Linked DNA regions of Zea mays: region 1 is linked to region 2. Evidence: chromatin contacts called from public Hi-C data. All regions are on one chromosome and are shown on one strand. Each heading gives the region's core, a stretch centred on a gene start, on an enhancer-like site or on the middle of the called end of the contact. The rest is flanking DNA. Distances are from core to core; before and after follow the strand shown.

Region 1 (5,865 bases), core at 252-2,751, 130 kb after region 2:
ACGGGGCGGGTGGGGCTCGATCCTCACTACCGCCTCGAGCCCATGGAGTACCACTAAAGTCTCTCCTAAATTTAAAATGTACACCATATAACATAGAATTGGCTTATATCGGTAACACTGTAGTTCAGTCCCTGTGAAAATTATTTCGGGCTCCATCCTTGACTCTATTCATCCATGTAGGACGGACCTATGAAGAGCTTATTATGTTGCAGGTAGTAGAATTGCAGATTTATAACATGAGGCTCCCTACTCAACATAATTTATATGTCTCCACTTTGATATTTGAGTGCTCATCTTTACAGTTGTATTTAGAATATAAACATAAAAACAAGAGCTATAGCGAATACTATTTTGGGACAAAGGGAGTAATATTTTATCTATACATTTGGTTAAACTTTGGACACTTTAACCGACAATGCATCTATAATTATATTTTTTAATCAGATTTAGTATTGATTAAAATCACTAGATCACCAAACTTGAAAACTATTGTATGTTTAAAATACTCAGTTTAAGCACAAAGTGATTGAAAGTGTTTTAGATGATAAGAGTGTCACAAACCCCTTTTAAGAACATGTAGTATGTAACTATGTATAGCCATTACAAACGTAATACACAGACACAAAAACACAAAAAAGGGAAAAACTATGGCCATTTTCCACAGCAAAATGCCCCGATGAAAAGCCAAGATCCTAAAAATAAGAGACCACAGCACTTAATGTTATTCATAGTTGCATGTATCTTCAATTGCTACTAAATACCCCGTCCGTTTTAAACTGTGTATAGTTTTAGTTTTGGTATAAGTATTTTTTTTTCAAACTTTGACTAAGGGTCTGTTTGGTTGGGCTGTGGCTGTGAAAAAAGTTGTTGTGGTCTGTGAGCTGTGGAAAAAGCTGCTGTAGGCTGTGTGCTGTTAAAAAGCTAAAAATCGTTTGGTGGAAACCACTAAAAGTCGTTAAAAGTTCTTCGATATATGTTTTCACAGTTCCATCCAAAAGCCACTAAAAGCAGGTACAGGGGTGCTTTCAGTTTTGCACTACGAGAAAGTCGGCTTTTAGAAAAAGCTGCTTCCTGATCCAACCCTTTGGTTGACTTTTGGCTTTTAGGGGGCAAAAGCCAAAGCCAAAAGCCAAACCAAACACACCCTAAGTCCATGAATAAAATAGACCAGTACCTATAGCTATGACATCAATTTCATTTCTGAATTTTGTTTACACAATGCACTAAACTAAACTAATGTGCGGGGCAACGTTCAAAACTTCAAATATCTGTGAACAGTTTGATTCTTACATTTGCATGGGTACTCTCTTAAGTTTTATTGTCAGTGAACGCAGGAACAAAATGGGACCACTGCTTTTGAAATTTTGTGATCACTTCTCCTGCAGGCCCAAGTACTTACTCCGCCGTGGTACGCATAGAGCATCTCTGTCAATCTGACCGTCCATTTATAAGTGGCAGTTGCGAGCCGCCGTGCTGCCTCTCACATCTCCTACGGCCAAGACCCGTGGACACTAGTGGGGAAGAAAGCAACCACGGAACCACCGAAGAGACCCACCGGAAACTCCTACAGCCCTAAGCACACAGCGTAGCGGGACCCACAAGTCAGCCAAACGTCTCAAGCTCGCCATTTCGCCTCCGTTTCCAACTCCCAGTGCCGGTCTTCCACTCCTCCCTTCTTCGCCTCCCAATTTCCAAACCTCTCTCTTGGGACTGGGAGCACGTACACGCGGAGGAAAAGCGATCGGCGCCGCGGCGGCAAGATGACTGCGGCGGCGACGATGACGTGGCACGAGGACCTGGCCACTCTCGTGGGGGACACGGACGTTCACCTCACCGGCGCCGGGGGGCACGCGCCGGCGCCGGCGGATGTTACGCCGGCGGGGGCCGGGTGGTACGGGGAGGAGGAAGAGGTGAGGGCGGAGGAGGGGTGGGCGCAGCAGGCGAAGGGGTTCGCGGAGTCGACGGCGGAGATGCTGCGGGAGCTGGGCCGTGGGCTGTGGGACGTCGCCGCGCAGAGCCTCGCCGGCGCCGAGGACAGCGAGCTCGGGCGGCGGCTGCGGAAGCGGGCGGCGGCCACGGGGGAGCGCCTCAGCTTCATGAACGAGTACCTTCCCGAGGAGCGCGACCCAGTGAGGTGTTGGCTCATCGTCGCCGCAGTCTCATTCGTCACGCTCCTAGGTAACCGCTGATCTCGCGCCCACCGCTCTTCTCTGCGTCAGCACCGCTACACACCGCGCTGGCGTGACTCGTCTCTGCCTCCAGCGGAGCGTGCAAATGTGGTTTCTGGCGTCCCGCAACAGGCTATATGGGTTTTTGTCTCGTATTTGTTCTTTTGTGGGGATGGATCTAACGGACTGTGGAGAATCGGGAATAAGCGCGCAGTTTCTGTTGAGGGTTTTATTTTGAGTTTTGGATTGTAATCTCTCTCATCTGTGAGCAGATATCTAGTAGCCTGTAGTACGTTTCACTGTCGAATTGGTTGAAAAAACGTGATATTTGCAGCCATACATTTTCAGACCCTCGGATCCATGACTAGTTTGCTTGGGCAATGTTGTGTTGACAAGAAAAAAAACCCCACAACTACACTACTGCTTTATGTGTATTCTGGGTTTGTGTTTGATCCACTGAATCAGTGCGATGGTCAAGGATGCCACTAGTCAATTGTTTTACCTTTTGAGTTCCTTCTCCCGGAATGGGACAAGGGCGACTGCTTGACCCTATTTCATTCACATTTATACAGATGGTTTGTCTAGTGTGTCTGGTTTAAGTAACCGTCTAGTTCTCATTTTTAGTCCGATTTACTCTGTCACTGATTTCTTACGTACATTTTGTGAGCAGTTTGGTTCATTGTGGACCAAAGCTTCTTACTTGAGAACTGCAACATGTCAGTTTATATATTTTTCGAATAATATTATGGATTTAAGTTGACTTCATTCTTGATATCCTCATGTTATGAATTTATGGCCATCGGTTATAAACACAATGCTTCATCTATCCAGTAGTGCCAAAATGTTCATACCTGATTGACTCAGTTATGCATTAGACATCCATTTTGTCAGTGCACTGTGGTCAGTTGATGCACATTACAGTTTGTCCATGTAAGGATCAGTGCACCACTTTAATTGCTTAATGAGAATGTTCTCTATGCAGTTTTAGGTGCTGGGAATGGCAATGAAACTCCAGTAGAGCTTCCAAAGAAACTTACCATCTGTCCCCCAAGTGCTGATAGAATCCAACTTCCTGATGGACGACATCTGGCTTATGAAGAACAAGGAGTCTCAGCTAACAGAGCAAGATTTTCACTGATTGCTCCTCATTCTTTTCTTTCATCAAGGCTAACAGGTAGGGAGTCTAGTTGAGTTGGTACAGTATGTTAGTATAATCAGAGGGCTATATCATTTACCGGACTCTGTTGGCATTTCCATGCTTTCTATTTGATCTACATTGTTCTTTTTCATGCAGGAATTCCTGGAATTAGTGCATCTCTTCTAGAAGAATTTGGAGTACGACTTGTGACCTATGATCTTCCTGGTTTTGGTGAAAGTGATCCACACATAGGCCGGAATCTCAATTCTTCTGCACTGGACATGCTCTATCTGGCTAATGCTCTCAATATTCCAGAGAAGTTCTGGGTTGTGGGCTATTCTGGAGGTGGCATGCATGCCTGGAGTGCTCTTCATTACATTCCTGATCGAATTGCTGGTACCTACTTCATTTGGTTTTCTTCTATATTGTTTTGGATTTCTAGATTTATATGTTGGCAAGTTCTTGATGGGGATGCCTCTTTGGCTGCAATTGTCTGACACTAGCACACTGGAGCCATTGTTCAGCCTGTGGATATGCAATGCCATACCTTATTTATGCCTTTTGAACTTCAGAAGACTTAATTATGGAAATGATTGTGACCTAAACATAATGTGATCCATGTTTTACATTTTTTGTAATTTTATTAGTATACAACTTTTGCCTCGATGATAATGAAATGTGAGTGCTCCATTCAATTGGATTACTCAGCACCGTCTGAATCTGTAACAATATTTTTGTAACTGAAAGCACAGATGCACATATGTCTTCCTTATTTCGGAACCTTGATCTGGTTAAGTCATAGTAACTGCCATTGCATCTTAAAATTAAGATGTGATTATTTCAGTCAAAGCATTTATTACTTTTGTCTTCAAAGAACACAGACCTTACATGCTTATTGTATATGTAAGTATTACCATTAGGTCTACTGATATGTGATTCATTATTCTGAGTCCAGGTGCAGCAATGTTCGCACCTATGGCAAATCCATATGACTCCAAGATGACGAAAGATGAGAGGAGTAAAACATGGGATAGCTGGTCAACGAAACGGAAACTGATGCACATTTTAGCTCGGAGGTTTCCGTCACTGCTACCGTTCTTTTATCGCCAAACCTTCCTTTCTGGAAAGCAAGGACAGCTGGAGAGTTGGTTGTCACTGTCATTAGGGAAGAAGGTATGCTGTTATCAGTGTTATGTACTATCTCAAAGTACCAAAGAAAAATTGGGATGCTGCTACAGAGCAATATGGGAATGTCATTATTATTTGCTCTATCATTCCCTGCTCTCACTATCCATCATCAGGGTTCCTTATAAGTTATAATGTAGAAACCTTCTGTTTATTTCAAGGCATAGGAAAATCAGATGCAAGATGTGTGGTATCTTGTACAACAGACAATGACGCAAGGAATAAGTGGCACTGGATTTTAGTTAGATAAATATTTTTTTAAAAAAATAATATTGAGCTGAAAATTCGAAGCATCTATGTTTATCTTCCATGTGCTACTATACACTCAACATCTGTTCCACATAGGTAAACAACTTCAGCCCTTTTTTATGAATATGTTAGTAATTGATTTATCCATGCCTGATTGATGCTAGCTTAAAATTCTCAGTACTTATCCCTTTGATTAAATGTGAACATTTGCCCTTTCTTGTGCCAAGTACTAATATTACGGCATTATTCAGGACAAAACTTTACTGGAAGGTCCTGTGTTCAATGCATTCTGGGAAAGGAATGTTGCAGAGGCTGTGCGCCAGGGAGATGCAAGGCCATTTGTAGAGGAAGCTGTGCTGCAAGTATCTGACTGGGGTTTCAGCTTATCTGACATCCAAATGCAGAAGAAAGAGGCTGGGGGATTTTTTGAGCTCATCAAGTCTCTGTTCAATCAGGCCGAAAGAGAGTGGGTGGGATTTCTGGGCCCAATACATATATGGCAGGTTTGTACTCTGTTCCCAGAAACTGAAAGTGATCCGAGCGTTTAGTAGAAACTAAAGAAAGCTTACTCCAGCGATTTCACACATAGCGTGCTTGTACACAATGACTTGTTTAGAAGGTGCCCTGTATCTGCCTAGCATCTGAGCCCATCAGTTTCTGTTTATTTTGGTGCATACTGTCAAAGTCTGTGCATGTCAAGGTTACCACATGTGGTGTAGTGGTAGCTATGAGCACATTTGCTTGAGGGGTCGCGAGTTCGAATCTCTTTGGGGCCATTTGTGTTTTTTTATTTAATTTTAGCCACGCGTGGGATGTACATGAGAATGAGAATGAACTTTGTGGGGAGGGGGGAATGAGAAAGGAAACAGAGAATGGTGACCGAACATGAGAATGGACTGTGCGGGTGGGGGGAATCGGAAAGGCAGAACAGGTAATGGTGAGAATAGACTGTGCGGGGAGGGAGGACTCGGAAAGGCAGAAGGGAATGAGAATGACAGAACACGGAATGACAGCCTACCCCTTACTGCCTTAATAAGTAGTAGAGATTGTAGCTTAATAGTCTTGGTTTTGCATGATTCAGGAAAATTGATGCACAAATGTAGGTAGTATCGTAATTGGTTCTGT
Region 2 (5,729 bases), core at 240-2,739:
CTTCACCAAGGGGTTACCGTCGAGTGTATTTTTAGACTTTCGCTCCAGTCTCAACATCTGTACAGGATAGAGTTGTGACTACGGGGGGGTGTTAGAATACCCGTTTGGCCGTTTAGGGTTTGGGGTTTTTCCCTATGTAATTACTGTCTCGCCCCTCTGTAATGGGTCTGGCCCAGTACTCAAGTCTATTAATACACCACCCAACCCTTGTTAGGGTTATGGGTTCACATTCCAACAATTAGTGAATGGATTTAGCAAAATCTTCGAAGAAGAGGCAACCTACTGATCTAGAAGTAAATTGTACACAAAAGTGAGCACTTGTCTGATATACAAATGGTTTAAATATCAAATTCGAATTTAAATTAAATTTACTTTACACTTTGAGACCCCACTCCCACTCCGAGTATAATCCATAGATGCTCATAAGGGGGTGTGGGCCAAAACTAGAAGAACAAACATGGTTTTCAGTTGGAACATTCGCCTAAAAAGTATGGTGAACTGGTGAAACAATGTATACCTTTATATTTTACTACTTCTTCGCCTTCATAAAACACCTTGAATGTTGGGTAGGAGTGTATATCGACCTTTGAGCATACTGGTTTGCTGACACCACAGTCAACTTGCCCAATCTCAATTTCATCCGCACCTTCCATAACCTTTCCCAGGTCCTCCCATAGTGTTCCAAGGTTCTTGCTGCAGACGCGATACACTTAACGAATCAACTTCGTGGCAGTAGAAAAATCTATACATGATAAGCCAGCATCCATCTAATCCCCTGTGAGAAGCATGCGTTACCAGTGTTTACACCAGGGGACGCAGAATTGCACAAACCACACCGTGTCCTTCTCCTTTATCTAAACAAGAGAGAAATATCTCAAAATCAAACTTGATTGACCGGAACAAGTATACAAACATACAGCGGATCGCAGTAGCACTCTCTGGCTTTTGTTCGACAAATTGTGCAGACTGTAACGATGTAAGCCCTATCCTCATGAGAACGTAGTAACTAAAATGATAGATTTGAACTCCTGGACTATCTATATCAGGTAACAGGACTGCAAAAGCTATGATCCATCCGTTTAATAACGGCGAGTGGCAACTTAGCAACTATGAAGTCATCGAAGTGAAACCATTGAACAATTGGTATACAGCTGCCAAATCTGGAACACGACTAAGCATGGCGATCTGTCTAGTATGTAGCCTCCGCTAATTCTTGCGTCCATCAGCGCAACACAGAAAAGGTACAGCCGTGCCAAGTATCCGCGGCTGGAGGAAGGTAAGGCGAGAGAAGAGAGACCAAGAGAAGTGCACGGCGGGGGTTACCTTGTCGGAGAAGGTCTCTTCGGTGAGGGTGATGACTTCGGCACTGGAGCGCGCGGTGAGGACCACGAGGACGGTGAGCGACACCAGCAAGAGGCGGATCGGTAGGCGCCGTCGGGCGGGAGCGCCTAGATCCATGGCTAGCACGGACGGCGACGACAGCGACGGCGAGGGGAGGGAGAGGGGAAAAGAAGAGTTGAGGGTGGGGAAGTAAAGTCGACAGCGACGGCTTGGCATTTGTTGGGCTGTTATGGGCCGCTAGATACGCTGCCTTCGTCGCGTGAATTTCTGGGCCTCCGCATGTTTCCGTGGGTGCAGCCCAGATCGCCCAGCTTTTCATGGTTTTCTGCGGACTGTGTTGTCCCTTGTGTCTGTCAGTCTGTGTATCTGCTGTACTTTGTTGGCGTCTACTGATGTCTCCATCGATCTCCCATCAAAATAGAACCCAGAGCCCCCCCCCCCCCCCCCCCTTTTCAAAATCAAATGAAACCCGCTACTGTTCATTCACGAGATCCCGCCCTGGCGGCTGGTGGTGGTGATGCAGCAGAGCACGTCAGGTTGCCGCGAGAAGTTGATTGATGCTCTGTGCACTCCAGCGACCGATCGAGCAGAGCGCTGGAGAGGCATATTCCCTTCCCGTCAGCAGTTCGCCGAGCAGTCGGCAGGGGTTATTGTTGACCTCTAGTGTACTCATCCTGCTACAACCTAGTATGTCATTTTTTACGGGTCCACCAATGGTACAGAAACAGTGCTCCACTACTCCGTCGACCGTCATCCACTTTATAATGTTGTTTGCTTAACGGAGCTATAATTTGTACTTGTCCTTCAGAGCATAAATGTTGGGAGACGGGACATATGATGTCACCCAATATGCAAGAGTCACATTGAATGTGATCAGCAAGTATTACCTACCTTGTTGCTATGATGCTAACCGTGATGCCAAAGCTCATTAGCTTCATACAAAATATTGGATCTCATCTCATATGCAACGTTGGACGAACATTGACAAAATATGGGGTTACTTTTATTAAAAATGTTTTAATGGAATTAGCGCTAACCATTGTGATGTTGTAGAAAATATCAAACTCATCAAACTTTAATCAGTGAACAATACTAGACAAAGAAAAACTAAAAGAAACAAAAAATTCCCATTGGAACCGGAACCTGCGAATTATTCTTAGGTAGGAAAAGAAAGAGTATGTTTTTTACGCCCTACCCGAATGAGCTTAGGATGTTGACACTGCTCTAATCGCCGTTGTTCATTAACATGATCAAGGGAGAAACACCAAATATGAATTCTGCTATCCATAATGAAGTTTTTCACTTTATTAAAAAAAGAAAAAGATAAAAGGCCGGCCAGCTGGGCCACTACTAGTCCGGTTGGCCGAGCAGCCCAGCAAGCAGCATCGTAACCCTACGTGCTGCTAAGCACGGGTAGCAGCACGGGGAGATGGAGACCGAGCGAAGGGAAGCAGTTTGCTTCCTGACGGCGGTGCTCTGCAGGTGGTTGAGGGCTCATCCGAGATTCATGGCGCCCCCTGCGCAATCTCCTCGAGCCTGGCTTCTTAAGTATGGAGATTTACTCTCTGCTGGGTATCTAGCCAAAAATCGCCAGCTCCCTGTTCTTCTTCCCCTCTCGGTTCCAGTCACAGTTTGGATCGATTCCGTCGATTTTTGGTGTTCTGGTGTTCATCTTGGTGGTGGAAGAAGGTGGAGGTGGCACTGCTCGTGCGCAGTGAGGTTCTCCTGTGGTTCGTTGATTTATCAGTACGCTTGTCTGGTGCTCTGTCTGTTCTGATCTCTGTCCACCGTGGCCTGGTGTTTGGGCTCTCTGCTGCGCGGTGTTCCTCTTCTCGGGCTGGTGCTGTGGACATCTCCTTCGGCTCCGGCAGCGGCTTCAATATCTCCGTCAACCTCCCGCCGTGCAGGTCCGGACGTGGGCGGCGGAATTGGTTTTCTGAGACAGAACCTTGTGTTCGCTGAGCTGGTCTTCCCACGTAGACAATCTACGTGCTGTGAGTTGTTCGTTGCCTCACTTTATTTACTGTTTAATTTTGTGCAATCTGCTAGTATTAAATACTTGGGTGTGATTGCACTATTATGGGTGGATTTGTTTGCTCAATGATAATAGCGATGAAGTGAGACAACGTGACAGTCTGGGTTTTAGTGTGTTGTTATTTTCAGCAGTAATATTATTTATGTCTAGTAATTTCTTTCACAATTGTGCAAGCTGATTATTTAAGTTCATTATTATTCTTTAATTCTTGTGCACACTGCTTTAATTTTGATATTGATGCTAGATTTCTAGGCTTATAATATTTATTCTAAAACCCTAATTTGGTAAGGTAGGACTGTCACGTTAGTCGAGGATCTCTGATCACCATTTAGCGTTGGAAGGCTGTCTAGAGTAACCCACTATTTTGAGAGCAATGTCTTAATATAAACAATTATGTTTATGTGTTAAATCCCCCTTCTTCATCTACAAGCCATGTTTAATCATCTAATGGACCTGAGTAGCTATGTTTCATATTTTCGTATACTGTTCATTGCTACTGTTCATTGCTGTTATAATTACATATGGCATTTATCTGAGTTATATGCCTGTTTTATTCGGAATTAGAATATTTAATCTATTTAAATATGTAGAAAGCATGTCATTTATTTCTCTAATTTTACAACAGTCCAGAAAACCAATTCGTATAATGGCCTCCAGTTCTGATGTCATTAAGCCTGAAGCGTTCGACGGCGCAAGCTTTAAGCGCTGGCAGATTAAGACTCGCATGTGGCTCACTGACCTAAAATTATTTTGGGTAGTGACGTCGGCTGTTCCCGAGGCTGCATCATATAATGCTGATGATGCAGCGAAGGTCGCCGCACTAGCGGAGAAAGCCAAGTGGGACGAAGCCAATGAGGCATGCTTGTCTCGTCTGCTGAACGTCTTGTCGAACCGCTTATTTGACATGTACTCTGGTTTTACCTTCGCTAAGGGTCTATGACTGAACTTGAGAACGAGTTCTCTGAAGTTGACAATGGCAATGAGTCATTCACAATGGAAAACCACCTCAACTATAAAATGGCTGAGGGAAGGTCTGTTATGGAGCAGCTACAGGAGATTCAACTCCTTGTTAGGAACTTGGTCCAATATGGTTGCGTCCTACCAGACAGTTTTCAGGTGAATGCAATATTGGCAAAGCTCCCGCCTTCTTGGCGAGACTTTGTGACTTCACGTCGCCACATGAAGAAGCAAATGACTCTCACTGACTTGTCAGCTGCGATAAATGTGGAAGAGCGTGCAAGGTCCAGTAACAAGCCATCTCAACAACTCCAGGCTCACGTTGTTGAGAAGGGTGGAGATAGAAAATTCCAGAAGAAGAAGAAGAACTCTCCACAGAAGAATATGAACCAACCTAAGTCCAAAAAGATGAAGAAGAAAAAGGAGGACTTTATCTGCTATGTTTGTGGTGTCTCCGGGCATACAGCTCGGAGGTGCAAACTTAGGAAAGGAAAATGTCCTCTACCTCAGCGCAAAGAAGGGAACGTGGTGGTTAACTCCATCCTAGGTTATGCACCTCAGGCCTTTATGGCAAGTCCATCAGATGACTGGTGGATGGATTCCGGTGCTACTGTTCATATTTGTGCTGATCGATCCATGTTCTCTTCATTCCAGGGATACAGCAGCGCACCAGTCTTGATGGGAAATTGTGTTCCGGCAGCAGTTCGAGGTACTGGACAGGTCCACCTGAAGTTAACTTCAGGAAAGACGCTCGTGCTGAAGGGCGTACTCTATGTGCCATCGATGAGCCGGAACCTCATATCAGTGTCGCTGCTATGTCGACAGGGTCTCAAATTAGTGTTTGAGTCTAATAAAGTGGTCATGTCTAAGTTTGGTACTTTTGTTGGAAAGTCATATGAGTCAGGCGGTTTGTTCCGTCTTTCTGTTTTGAATAATCTTTCTTCTTACCATGTTAATGTGGTCTGTAATAACGATTCCATTAATAATATATGGCATTCCCATTTGTGTCATGTGAATTTTGAGGCCATTAAGAGATTAAGTGACATGTCTTTAATTCCTGAATATAAACATGTTAAAGGTGTAAAATGTGGTATTTGTGTGCAAGCTAAGCAGCCTAGAAAACCGTTTCATACGGTTGAAGGCAGAAGTACCACTCCTTTAGAACTAATACACTCAGATATCTGTGAGATGAATGGTATAATCACAAAAGGCGGTAAAAGATACTTTCTTACCTTGATAGATGATGCTACCATGTTCTGTTATATTTACTTACTCAGAACTAAAGATGAGGCACTAGAACACTTTAAAATCTATAAGACTAAAGTTGAAAACCAGCTAGACAAGAAAATTAAAAGGTTACGGTCTGATAGAGGAGGTGAATACCTTTCCAACCTTT

Evidence for each region. Hi-C and Micro-C count contacts between places; a contact is called where the count stands out from the background.
Region 1: a Hi-C map of leaf shows a contact between it and region 2, with 5 times the contacts expected there. The contact joins the promoter of LOC100191424 here to the promoter of LOC606415 in region 2. A contact is called at or near these places in 20 of 25 Hi-C or Micro-C datasets (bundle sheath, ear, endosperm and 5 more) and 2 of 3 datasets of contacts at active chromatin or transcription factors (leaf and seedling).

Annotation. Positions count from the first base shown.
Region 1 is chr1:44,134,853-44,140,717 of Zm-B73-REFERENCE-NAM-5.0, forward strand. It overlaps LOC100191424 (alpha/beta-Hydrolases superfamily protein), which reads left to right and starts at 1,502. Exons shown (of 6, transcript NM_001136857.1): 1 at 1,502-2,178; 2 at 3,151-3,342; 3 at 3,463-3,702; 4 at 4,262-4,479; 5 at 4,992-5,243. The coding sequence starts at 1,761.
Region 2 is chr1:44,003,899-44,009,627 of Zm-B73-REFERENCE-NAM-5.0, forward strand. It overlaps LOC606415, which reads right to left and starts at 1,490. Exons shown (of 4, transcript NM_001112290.1): 1 at 1,324-1,490; 2 at 796-854; 3 at 518-693. The coding sequence starts at 1,458.